Linked DNA regions of Mus musculus: region 2 is linked to region 1. A link is a contact called in public HiChIP or PLAC-seq data. All regions are on one chromosome and are shown on one strand. The core of a region is the stretch at or near the end of the contact, and the rest is flanking DNA. Distances in the headings are between cores, read along the strand shown.

The links. HiChIP or PLAC-seq counts read pairs in DNA pulled down with a chosen protein or histone mark.
Region 2: an HNF4G HiChIP or PLAC-seq map of pancreatic cancer cells shows a contact between it and region 1. The contact joins the enhancer-like site here to the promoter of Tmem189 in region 1. A contact is called at or near these places in 2 of 39 promoter capture datasets (both in the C10 cell line), 3 of 484 Hi-C or Micro-C datasets (cranial neural crest, embryonic stem cells and muscle stem cells), 6 of 115 datasets of contacts at active chromatin or transcription factors (CD8 T cells, effector CD8 T cells, embryonic stem cells and 2 more) and 2 of 9 other capture datasets (liver and pancreatic islet).

What each region holds. Positions count from the first base shown.
Region 1 is chr2:167,657,555-167,663,186 of GRCm38.p6, forward strand. Tmem189 (transmembrane protein 189) reads right to left here and starts at 3,990. Exons shown (of 6, transcript NM_145538.2): 1 at 3,819-3,990. The coding sequence starts at 3,942.
Region 2 is chr2:167,763,595-167,769,523 of GRCm38.p6, forward strand. Gm32287 (a long non-coding RNA gene) reads right to left here. Exons shown (of 7, transcript XR_003954117.1): 7 at 5,514-5,929. Among named protein-coding and RNA genes, the nearest start is that of Gm14321, 11 kb to the right of the region's middle. Within about 2 kb of position 1,612, at least 232 of the 459 cell types and tissues checked have an H3K27ac peak or open chromatin away from gene starts, as enhancers often do. A contact at or near this core is called in embryonic stem cells, liver, muscle stem cells and 3 more, where this site is marked.

The DNA of each region.
Region 1 (5,632 bases), core at 2,740-5,239:
TTCTGAGTTCGAGGCCAGCCTGGTCTACAGAGTGAGTTCCAGGACAGCCAGAGAATCCCTGTTTCGAAAAACAAAAACAAAAAACAAGGAGGTAGAGGAGGCCGCTTACTCAGGACTCTGGTGTCCTGTTCCAACTGAAAGCCTGTTCCTGACCTGGAGCAAGAGGTGCTGCTGATCTGGGCCAAGGTGTAGCAGGTTTGGGTGCCCACTTGTTGGCCTAGATGCCAATGTGAGATGGGCATGGAGCCTGGCAAGGGAGGGAGACTCACCTACCTCATTGGGCAAGCCTCTTCCTGATGCAAATACCCTACACCTGTGCTGGCCTCTGGCCCTCAGACCCTGTGCACCAGAGAACACATGAGGGGGACAGAGAGAATAGGACGAGACGGAGGGGGATGAAAACAGAAGGAGGAAACAGAAACCAGGGAGATAAAAAGATGAGACTTAGGGAGAAAGTCAGACTAAGGTAGAGACAGACAGAGCTCAGGCCAATGCAGTGGGAGCAGGCCTGGCCAGGGACAGATGCCACAGTGGCTCCAAGGCTCTGTGTGCCAAGGCTTCAACCAGGCTCATTTTGGAGTGACGCAGGGTCCAACTTCAGGTCTACAGGTCAGGCCACTGTAGTCCTAAACACCTCCAGGGCAGAGAGCACTCACAGCCGTCCAAGCTGATGGGACAGTTGGATCCAAACCCTTCTGGTTCTGTACCTTACAACTGGGACACCCATGAAGTGGCAGGTTGTAGCTGGCCCCTCCGAGTGCCACCTTGCCATCACGAGGCTCCTCTCAAGCCTGGCTTCTGGCTTATTGCTGAGAAAGGCAGACAGAGGGGGGCACTGAGGAAAACCTTCAGTGACTCTTACACTGCACAGAACACACACACCAGGCCCTGTGTCGGCCACAAACAGGCTGAACTGCTGTCCTAGACCTGGCTAATTTCTACAGCCAGGGCGAAAGCAGGCAAACAAGAAATATACCCTCATCATCTTGGTCCTGGTGCTGTGGATAGCCCCCATGGGAGCAGAAAGGGCTACCATCCTGTGCTAAGCCTCCACAGACATGGACAGGGTGGTCCCAGAGTGCCAGAGATTCCCTGATCACCAGATGTCAAAGATGCACAGCCTACCCTCGCCAGCCTTTCTGTGGCAGCAGCGGTGGCATAGCCCTAAATAGGCCCGGTGTTTAAGACATGGGAGCATTTGGGGAAACGCCTGTGTAAGCCAGTGCTCACTTAGTAAATGGCATCTTTGTTAACATACTGCTATCAGCTGTCAAATGACAAACCATTATCAGCCCCAGGAATCTCAAGAACTCGGTCCTGGGACGCAGGGAATTCTCTCCGCTCCAGCCCACAGGTTCCTCGTGCTCAGCGGAGGACTGTGCCAGCCACACTCCCACCTCGGGGCCTTTCCACTTGTTCTCCGGCCCTCACACACATTCTCAAGGTCCCTTCCCTCCTGCCTTTCTCCCTTTAGCTCCGTGTTCAAATGCTGTCCTTTCAGTAAAGCCCGATACAGGCTCTCTACAATGCCAAGCCCCTGCCTCATGTTTTCCCTGTTGCTTTTGCTACACGGCTTTTACAACCCTATTATTGGGGGACTAGTTACCTGTCTCCTGAACCAAAATGCCAGTTCAAGTCTTGCCTGCCTTCAGGGCTGACAACAGGGACTAGAAGAAATATTCCATTAGGTGCTCAATATACATCAGGCCTGCTTCCTCTTTTACCGGGTCAGGTCAGGAGAGGCCAGGGCACCTCTCTAAGACCACACGGCTCAGGGGACAGAGACAAGGAGACCTACTGAGAGAAACTTGGAGGAACCAGTTTGACCAGTCTTTCCCTCTCTGGGTTAGGAAAGGCCCCAGGAGGCTGTCTGAAGCTGTGTGGCTGCTCTTCAGGAACTGATACCTGATCATAAAGGAGGGGCAAGAGGTGGACCCCAGGGGAAAGCAAGAGGAAAGATTGGGGCCAGTAGGAAGGGGGCTGTGAGGACAGCACAGCCACACACTATGAATCCCTTCTTCTCCATTTCCAACTCCCAGGCTATATGCCTGAGGACCAGCAAGACCAAGCTCGCTTCAAGTTCAGAGAAGGGCGGCTGGCCAGGTGAATCACAGGGGCCGCCTACTGTACACAAGGCCTAGAGCCACACAGTGTGTATCATTACAGCGAGTGATCAGGAGAAGAGGCACCACCCAGGCCATCCAGCTAACGCCACCAGCCTCCCTCAAGGAGAACTCGGGTCCTGAGGCTGGGTGTTCGGGTGTGTGGGTCAAGGACCCAGCCGAACAGACCAAACACCCAAGACAAGTGGAAAACCAAACATACAGACTGGAAACCTAAGGCGAGGCCAATCCTCACTGACCTAGGACCCAAAGAGAAAAAGCAAATGGTCCTATGTCACGTGCCACTTAGCGCTGAAAAAGCATCAATCGCATGCCAGCCAGGGCAGGGAGCCAAGGGGGTAGTGGCCTCAGCCCCACCCAGGCCAGGGCTGTGTGCCCTGTAGCTGCCCAGCCAAGGGAGCGGATAGAATGTTGAATAACAAAGCCAACTCCTGGAGACTCTACCCTGGCTGAGGGGCCTCAAGGCTGGCTGTCATCTGACCCTGGATGCACAGGCATTTCCGCAACCCCTGGGGATACCCAGCCAGGCAGTGAGATTGCTGAGGCTCCCTGAGAGCGGGTTGGAGCCAGTGCCAGTTAGGATAAGAGCATGTCAAGAAGCAAAGAAACCAGAGAGGGGACCTGGCTTTGGGGGAAGGGGTGGAGCCAGGGAAAGGGGCTCCGGGTGGTGATAAGTGTATCCCACAAAGTCCTAATGGGCAGCTAGTGTGTGGGTGTGGGAGAGGACAGAGCCAGACTCAATAGGGTCTGAATCGCTGCCGAGAATCTACCAGTAAGAGGTGAGGGCTGCCGGTCCCAATGGGAGGGGGAGGGGATAAGTTCACTGCAGCTACTGAAGCAGGGACCATGATGGAGCTTATGGGAAGAGCGCCTGGGATATTTTGCAGCTGAAATCCAAATCGGGGCCCTAGAGGCTAGAGAACTGTTAGTCCCAGAAGGGGGGTTAGTTTGCAACCCACGGTCTTGGAAAAAACGCACAGAGTGTAGACTCGTAACGTGGGGGTCCTAGGACTGCGTGTGAGTTTAGGTGGCTAAGGGCAGTGCCTGCGACTGAGATGTCTAAGGCTTCGCGCTGCCTGAGAACCGGAAGCCTTGGACTGGGATTTAGGAAGACAAGGCAGGCCAGGGTGGGGTTCCTAAACTGCCCAAGGTGCCCTGGGGCTAGGACTCTGGATGCGCAGGTGCATTGGGGCTGTTCCTAAATCTCTGCAACCCCAAAGCCTCACGGCTCGGAGTAGGAAGGGGTTTAGTTAGGGTCCCAAGATCTAGGGGTGCTCTTTGCAAAGTTGGAAGCCCTGGAGTTCCGCTTTGGGTGGAAGCTGGGATTAGATTGGGGGCAGGGTTAGGATGGGGCTAGGGTTCGGATGGAGTGCGGTTCGGATCCAAGGGCGTCCAAATGGGCTGCTGGAGTTCGGATCTGGGTAGAGTTCAGATCTCGGCATTTCGGATGGGCTGGGGTTTGGATTCGTGGGGGTTCGGACGGGTTGGGTCGAAGTGAGGTTCGAATAGGTTGGGGTTCTAATCCGTGGACTCAGGATGGGTTAGGGTTCGAATCCGGGGACTTCGAATGGGCTAAGGTTCGGATCCAGAGGGCTCAGATGGGTTAGGGTCCAGGTGTTCGGACCGCCTGGGGTTCGGTCGGGGCGGGCCCGGCGCCGAGCACCCATCAGATCGCAGGCCCTCCATCCGTCCTACCTGGCGAGTAAAGCGCCGCCAGCTCACGGGCTCCCGCGTGCTGTGCGCCCCAGCGCCGGCCCTCCGCCGTCTCGTCCTCGTCCAGCTCCGGCTGCCGGCCCGGCGCGTCCTCGGCGCCCGCCATGGCCCGTCGCCCGGCCCGCCCGCTGCGCTCTGCCTGCAGCGGCGGCGGCCGCGGAACCGCGGCGATATCACGCCGCCCAATGACCGGCCGGCGCGGGGCGCGGCGGCCGGGGCGGGGCGTCGGCGGGGCCCCGCGTCACAGCCAATCGGAGCCCGCGCCCGCGCCGCGCCCGGCCAATCGCAGGCCTTCGGGCCTCAGCCAACCGCGGCGCCGGGGGGCGGGGTCGCAGCTGGACGCAGCTGGACGCGGAAGGCAGGGTGGATGTGCGCGTCCCCGCTGCGCCCCGCGAACTCGCGTACCGCGCTGGAGGCAGGGAGTACGCGCTGCGAAGCGCCTACGGAGTGCATGGCTACTGCAGATCGTGCATTCGCTAGGAAGCTGCTGGACGGGGCAGCACATCGGCTGCACGCGCTAGGTTTCATTTCACTACCCAGGAGTGTCTCGCGTTCGAGGCCAGCCTGAGCTACATTGCAAGACTCAATCACGGAACATAAGAAGTAATATTGCCTTCTGAGAGGCCGCTCGTGACCACCTGCTGGGGTGCCCCCTCCTCTGGTCACTGTGACATCACCCTCACGCTACTCAGAGCTTGTCAGGAGTAACTGTCTCTCTATCAGGAAAGGAGCCCCTGAGGGCAGGGACTCTGCCTGGGCCAACAGCTGACAGATTTTAGGAGAGGTTGAATGAATTCCGGGTCAGAGAACGTGCTTCTGTCTTTAAGGCATTAGCATTAAGAGAGCTAAAGGCTTATGTAAAGTCCTTAAGGGATGATAAACAGCGTCCACCCTGGGGCTGCAAGACTGAGAGGTGCCTGGGGCCCGCAGAGGGAACTTAAGATCTGAAGAATTTTTCCAAGGCTCCATCTTCGTTCTTCTCTAAGATTTAAGCTTCATATTTCTCAGCTGCCAGCCTCCCCAGGCTATCTCCTCTTCCCTCAGTGCTCCTTTCCTGGGTGGTCTCTGTCCGTTCCAAGCTCCTTCTCTGTCTCCTTACGTCTACTCAAAGGAAGAGCCACTCGGATGGCCGCGTCAGGCTGTAGCCCAAGTCCTTCCTGTTCCGATGAAGGTGACAGCCTGGCACTTGTATTAACTGCGCGATTAGATTTGGGGTGTCAGGGGTTCTGCTGAACTTGCTGTGGCAGGTGCTGGGTCTCAGACCCTCCCAAACTGCGCCTGTTAGCAAGAAGGCTAGGGTTGCAGATTAGGGCTGGAGATCCCAGAGGCCAGGACATCCTGATTGACAGACAAGACGGGTAGTCAGAACTAACTCTCTCTCACCGTTATTCAATTCACAGAGCACCAGCTTGGCCCTATGCAGAGTCTCTGAGATTTGCTGGAAATGACCAGGGAAGTCTCTTTCTGTAGTTTTTTTGTTGTTTTGTGTGCATGTGTGTTCTTGAGTGTCCATGTGTGGTCAAAGGGCAACACTTGGGCGTTGGTTGGCTTGTTCCTTCAACCGTGCAAGTCCAGGGGAGCAATCTCAAGGGTTCCAGCTCGGCAGTAGTTTTTTTTTTTTTTTTCTTTGTCTTTTGTTTGTTTTTTCGAGACAGGGGTTTCTCTGTGTAGCCCTGGCTGTCCTGGAACTCACTTTGTAGACCAGGCTGGCTTTGAACTCAGAGATCTGCCTGCCTCTGCCTCCCAAGTGCTGGGATTAAAGGTGTGCACCACCACTGCCCGGCTGCAAAATTCAT
Region 2 (5,929 bases), core at 362-2,861, 100 kb after region 1:
CTGGCGTGTTTACCACAGACTCGGGGTCTTGTCTGTCTGGCAGCAAATGTTCTCGAAGGCAGATTGCCCACAGACGACACAAACATTTTCACAAATCCCGGGTGGGACATCGTGTGTCAAACTGTGAAGGTTGAGTGGATTAAATAGCAATTTAGCGATTTCAACTTTTTAGGCTTCATTAAGGATTTTAGAGGTAGTAATTGTTCCTTCACCTTAAAACTCACAGAGCCGTCTCCTCCACAGCTACGGAAACTCAAGGTGACATGTGAAATAGCTGTGTGTAATGGCAGTGACAGAAAGAGGGAGAGTTCTGCCTGGCGGTGGCTGGGGCACTTGCTTTCTGTGGGAGCATCTGGGTGGGCTTCCTGGAGGAGGAAGCTCGGGATGTGTGGAATACAGACCAGTCAGAGGTGCTGGTTCCAGGCTGAGCTGTTGCACATGGCAGGCAATGTCGGCTCCTGAGGCTGAAGACAAGGCCCACATGGGCCTGGCCAGGCTGTGGAGCAGGGTGCATGGATGGCAGATGGTGACCAGACATGTTTAAGCAGAGAAGGGGACATGGTGTCCACCATGCATTGAGGGGACTTGGTTGGGAGGAGGATGCCACAGCCGTGGCTGCTGCTGGTTGCACACCGGAGCCTGCAGGAGCAGGCATGGCTGACCACGCTTCTTATTGCGGTCCATTGTGGGCTCTTTGACCCCATCCAGCAGGTCCATCTTAGGTCAAATATGAGTGCAGGGCCTTCAGAAGACCTGGTCCCACAGGGAAGGCTCAGGGAGGGGGCCAGCTCACTCCCTCTTCTTGTCTGTTGCACAATAGGATACAGAGAATAGAGACATCAAGCCACCATATCCAGGATTACACAGCCAGGAACTGCACACATCAGGATTTGAACTCTGACCCCACCTAGGCTGGGTCTCCATGATGTGAACGCTATACCCATTCCATTTATTGGGTGGTAAACTGAGGCTGTGGAAAGCGGAGACACTGGTGTGGGGGTCACAGAGCAGGCACAGGGAAGCAAAGCTTTGACTGTCCAAACCCGTTAGCTCTGGAGCCTGCTCTGTCCCCAAATAGAGCAACGGTTTCTCTTTCTCAGATTGTCACCTGAGAATGGGGTCAAAAATGGTGCCTATCTGGTGTCACTGACCTCTACTGGGGCTTTTAAGCACAGTGCCCGGCACTTAGTAGGTATCTTAAACAGATGGAGGCCATGAAGGTGGCTGCACATTGAAGCCACACGTTCACAGAGGCCGTAGACAGTAGGTGCCGAGCTACTGTTACTGTGGAAGGACACCCCTGGACCCAATCCTGTTTCCTTCACAAATTGCCTTCCCCCCAGTTTCCCCAACTCCAACAAACTGCCCTGAGAAGGTTGGTTAGGAATGGGGGTGAGGCTGGGGGAGGGCAGTGTGGGGCCTGAACTCAGCATGGTGAGACCAGAATTCCAGGTCTGAGCCCTGGCCCCGCTGTGCGACCTCTGGCTAGGGCCTTGCCTTCTCCGATCAGGCCTTGCTTTCCCTTCTCATCTGTCGTGCCTGGACCAGGCTGGCCTGGGAGGTGCCAGCTTCAAGCAGGGCCAGGGGCTGCTGCTCTGTCCCCTTGGCCGCCAGCCCCCGCCTCCAGCCTCCAGAGCTCCAGGCTGTACAGAGGAGGCAGCCAATCTGTTTACTGAACCGGCTGACCCCTTCCGGGAACACGGCCCAAGCTTCCCAGAACTCGGGTATTAATGACCCGGAGCCACATGACGGAGCATGACACAGCATTTTTGGGTGCAAGGCAGAGCCCAGAGGGGCGCGTGGGGGCTGTGGCCCAGCCTCGAGCCTGGCCAGAGGGTGAGTCACCCTGGCCTGCTGCAGCTCCCTCCCTGGCCACTTGTGCCCTCCCCCAGACCGCACGTCCCACCTTGGCCAGGGCCACCCAGGACCCCTCAGCCTTTGCCTTACTGAGAGAGCCGAGGCTGTGGGTGCCCGGAGCTGCCCTCTTGGGACCTCAGAAGGGGCTGCACACGAGGCCCTGGCCTCCCTCCAGAGAAGCTGGCTTAGCCTTTCAGAAAAGGGACAGATGTATTCCTGTTTGACAGATGACAAAACTGAGGCTCGTGGAGAAGGCACAAGTCCTGAATGTGGGCCAGGACTGGATTCACGTCAGAAAAGATCCTTTCACAGTGGGGACGGAGAGGATTGAGGCATGAGCCCGAACCCAGAAAGCCCCCAGCTCAGGCCTGCTTTCTGTAGGCTGCACAGCTGGGCACGTAGACACATGCACTGTGCCTCAGTTTCCCCTGTGGAGGCGCTTGGCTTCCTGATCTCAGGAATACCTGAGGACAGGTGACAATCTAGCCGAAAGCATCCCACCCAAACAATTACCAGTGTCTTGAGGCCCAGGTCTTGGAAGCCAGGCTGGGGTCAGCATAGGCCTCACCCCCTGGGCATCCTGGGTCACCCTGGGGCAAGGTGGAGGCGGTGGTTTTTATAAGGCTGGGAACCAGACAGGTGTGGGGTGCAGAGGGGTGCCTGCTGGCAGGAGGGGGCCAGGCCGGGGTACACGGGACTGGAGGTGTTCTTTGATTCTCTTCACTTTATTAGCAGCCATTGCTTGAGCACCTTCTGTATACAGGTCTCTCTGTTGTTGGGTGGGTTGGATGGCTACAGTGGGGGAGGGGAACACATGGATGGCAGAATATTTTGGCTCTGGGCTAGGACCATGGTAGACACGGCAGAGGATGACAAGCTGTGGGGGAGGTCTCCTGAAGTGACTTCCATGGACAGTGAGTGGGGCGGCTTCCCAGCAGGAGCCTGTGTGCATAGCCAGTGTGAAGGCTCTGGGAGAGGCAGGGGACTGGAGTAATTGGGAAAGACAAGGGAGGATGCTGGTGGCTAGAGGGAGGGATGGTGACAGTGTCCAGGGCCCAGCGCACAGTGAGTGGCCACCACACAAGCTCCTGCGTACTCGGAAGACAGCAGGACTCATCTTCTCTGTCTCCCAGGGCCAGGACATGCCACCCTCAAGGCCAGAGACAGGTAGGGAAGAGAGACCCAGCAGGGATACTCGTTCAGGAGTCCACCGAGAATTAGAAGGTCAGAGGTGGCCAGGGCGATGGCCCAGCATGGTGGACAGGCCTTCTGTAGCCAGAAGCTGTGGCTGTGGACAGCACGGACAGTTGTCACCAAGGACCCCTGCTGTGAGACAGCAAGCCTGGAGGTGTCCCCGGAAGAGGAGAGGCAGATACAGAGGCCCTAAAGGGGACAGGCAAGAGTTCTCCACTGCTCCAGAGCTGGAAGAACACAGAGGGGCCGGGCAGGGTCTCAGTTCCCAGGCTGGAGTCTGGGGCAGACCTACACCTCAGGCCCAGGTTAGAGATCAGGTTCCCTACATGTATAAAGGTGTCATCTGGTACAGGCACCTGTCCACCCTTGTTGGGCATAGCTGGAGTCACAGCACATTTGGAGATGGGCAGGAGGGTGGAGGGGCAGGAGCTGTCACATGGGTGCATCTTGGTTCTGTGACAGCAGCGGTGCTGTGTGTCTCCTGTAAGTCACCTCACCTCTCTGAGCCTTAGATCTTCATTAGTGAGTGTACTCGATTCATTGTTTCGTTCATTCACCCTTCCCTCGGTATTTAAATTTTTATATGTATTTATGTGTGTGCACGCGCAGGCGCCTTTGTATCCCACAGTACGTGTGTGGGGGAGGTCAGAGGGCAACTTGCAGGGGTTGAGTCATTCACCTTCTAGGTCCCAGGAATTGAACTCAGGTTGTCAGGGTTGGGGGCAGATGACAACTTTATACACCAAGCCATCTCGTCAGCCCTCACTCAGTTGTTTTTTTTTTTTTTTTTTTTAGCACTTATTATATGCCAGGCATTGGGCTGGGATGGGGCATGCAGCGAGGACACACTCCCTGCCTGTGTGAGCTGACTCGGGGCATGGTGTGCAGTGGTTAGGGCTGTGGACTCTGGGGCCAGAGAACCTGGACCTGTTCCTGCTTCAGCAGTTATCAGCTGTGTGACGTCTGACCAGTTGCTTCACCTTCCTGAGTTTTCTCTGTAACGCGAGTTAATTACGTTATTCACTTTGTAGGGCTACAAATGAGTTTACGTAAGAAGCATGAGCCTGACACACAGTAGGTACTCATCTGTGTCCAAATGGAGAGAGAGGGAAGATAAACAGAACACAGGTGAGCGAGCGTCCCACAGTGGGAGGGGACAGGAGCCAGCTTGGAAGACCAAGTGGGCACACAGTAAGTCCTCAATAAATGGCTGTCTTTCTTGGCCTGCCTTTTATCCAACTTGGAAGGTGAGGCCTGAGATTTGGGATCTGCAGAAGATAGGAAGTCAGGCCTGGCTTATCCAGAAACGTAGGGCAGAACCCTGGGGCCACCCCCCTCACACACACACTGCACCCGCAACACTCCCTGAACCCCAACTGCATCACCTTCACAGCCTGGGTGGCTAGGGCGAGCCGGGGCCTGCCTGGCAGGTCCCCATAATGGCACTCATTACACAGGTGTCTGGCAGTGCAGTGAGGAGACTTGGGCCCCAGGGTCCGCGTTCTCATGGCACCTGGCCAGCCACCGCGGGCCCTTCCTCATCCTTCATGGGCCTGTGTCCAGGAAGGGCAGCAGGCGGGGGAACGGGGCTGGCGGGGGGCCAGCTGGCAGTCCACAGAAGGAGGGAAAATTGAGAAGCTTGGGTGCCAAAGGCTGGCGAGGGGAGGTGGGAGGGGGTGCAGGTGCGCAGGGATGGTGATCCAGGCAGGCGGAGGTGAGAGGTCACCACGCTGCTGCCGCCGCCGCCGCTGCCACCACCACTCTGAGTCCAGCATAGTCCAGTTAGCCCACTTATGGGGTGCCCACCGGTGGCTCTGGTGGCTCTACTGTTCTGGCTGAGTCTGAAGCCCTGGTTTCTGCAGTTAACCAGTGGTGACAGCCGGTTACTGACCCTGCATCAAAGCACCACACGGGCGCCAGGCGGTGGTGGCACATGCCTTTAATCCCAGCACTCGGGAGGCAGAGGCAGGCGGATTTCTGAGTTCGAGGCCAGCCTGGTCTACAGAGTAAGTTCCAGGACAACCAGGGCTACACAGAGAAACCCTGTCTCAGAAAAATAAAACAAAACAAAAAACAAACAACAAAACAAAACAAAAAAGCATCACACGGTATTTTATAAATATGCACATGTTCAGTGTAAACTAAAAAATATATATTTAAGAGGCTGGAGAGATGTCTCTGTGGTTAAGAGCACTGGCTGCCCTTTTGGAGGATTTGGGTTCAATTCCCAGCACCCACATGATAACTCCAGTCCTAGGGCACCTGACACCCTCTTCTGGCCTCCTTGGGTACCAGGTACCAGGGTGTACAGGCACACAGGCAGGCAAAACACCGACACACATTAAATAAAAATAAATAAATCTCAAAAAATTGAAATACATGTATTTAAAAAGATCTCCAGAGTCATGTGATGTTGACGCATGCCTTTAAGTCGGCACTCAGGAGGCAGAGGCAGGAGAATCTCTGAGTTGGAGGCCAGCCTGAGGCAAGCGGCTCTTTATTGGTTTGAGATCTCCTTGGTCTACAGAGTGAGTTCCAGAACAGCTAGAGCTACACAGAGAAACCCTGACTCAAAAAACAAAACCTACCCAGATGTAGACCCCAACAGGACCGTGACAGGGATGGAGAAATGAAGCAGGGTTGTAGGCGCTACAGGGTGGGGCCAAGGGTCTCACCGAGGAGCAGCTGTGGCCAGAACAGGTGAACAGAGCTCCGGGCAGGAGGCACAGTCAGTGCAAAGGCCCTGGGGCAGGCCACAGCCTGGCTGATGGAGGAGTGCCGAGGCAGAGGAGCAAGAGGAGAGATTGAGGCACACAGGACCAGGGCAGGACGGGGAGGTTGTTCCCAGTACCGTAGGGGGGGTCTGCATGCTGGGCAC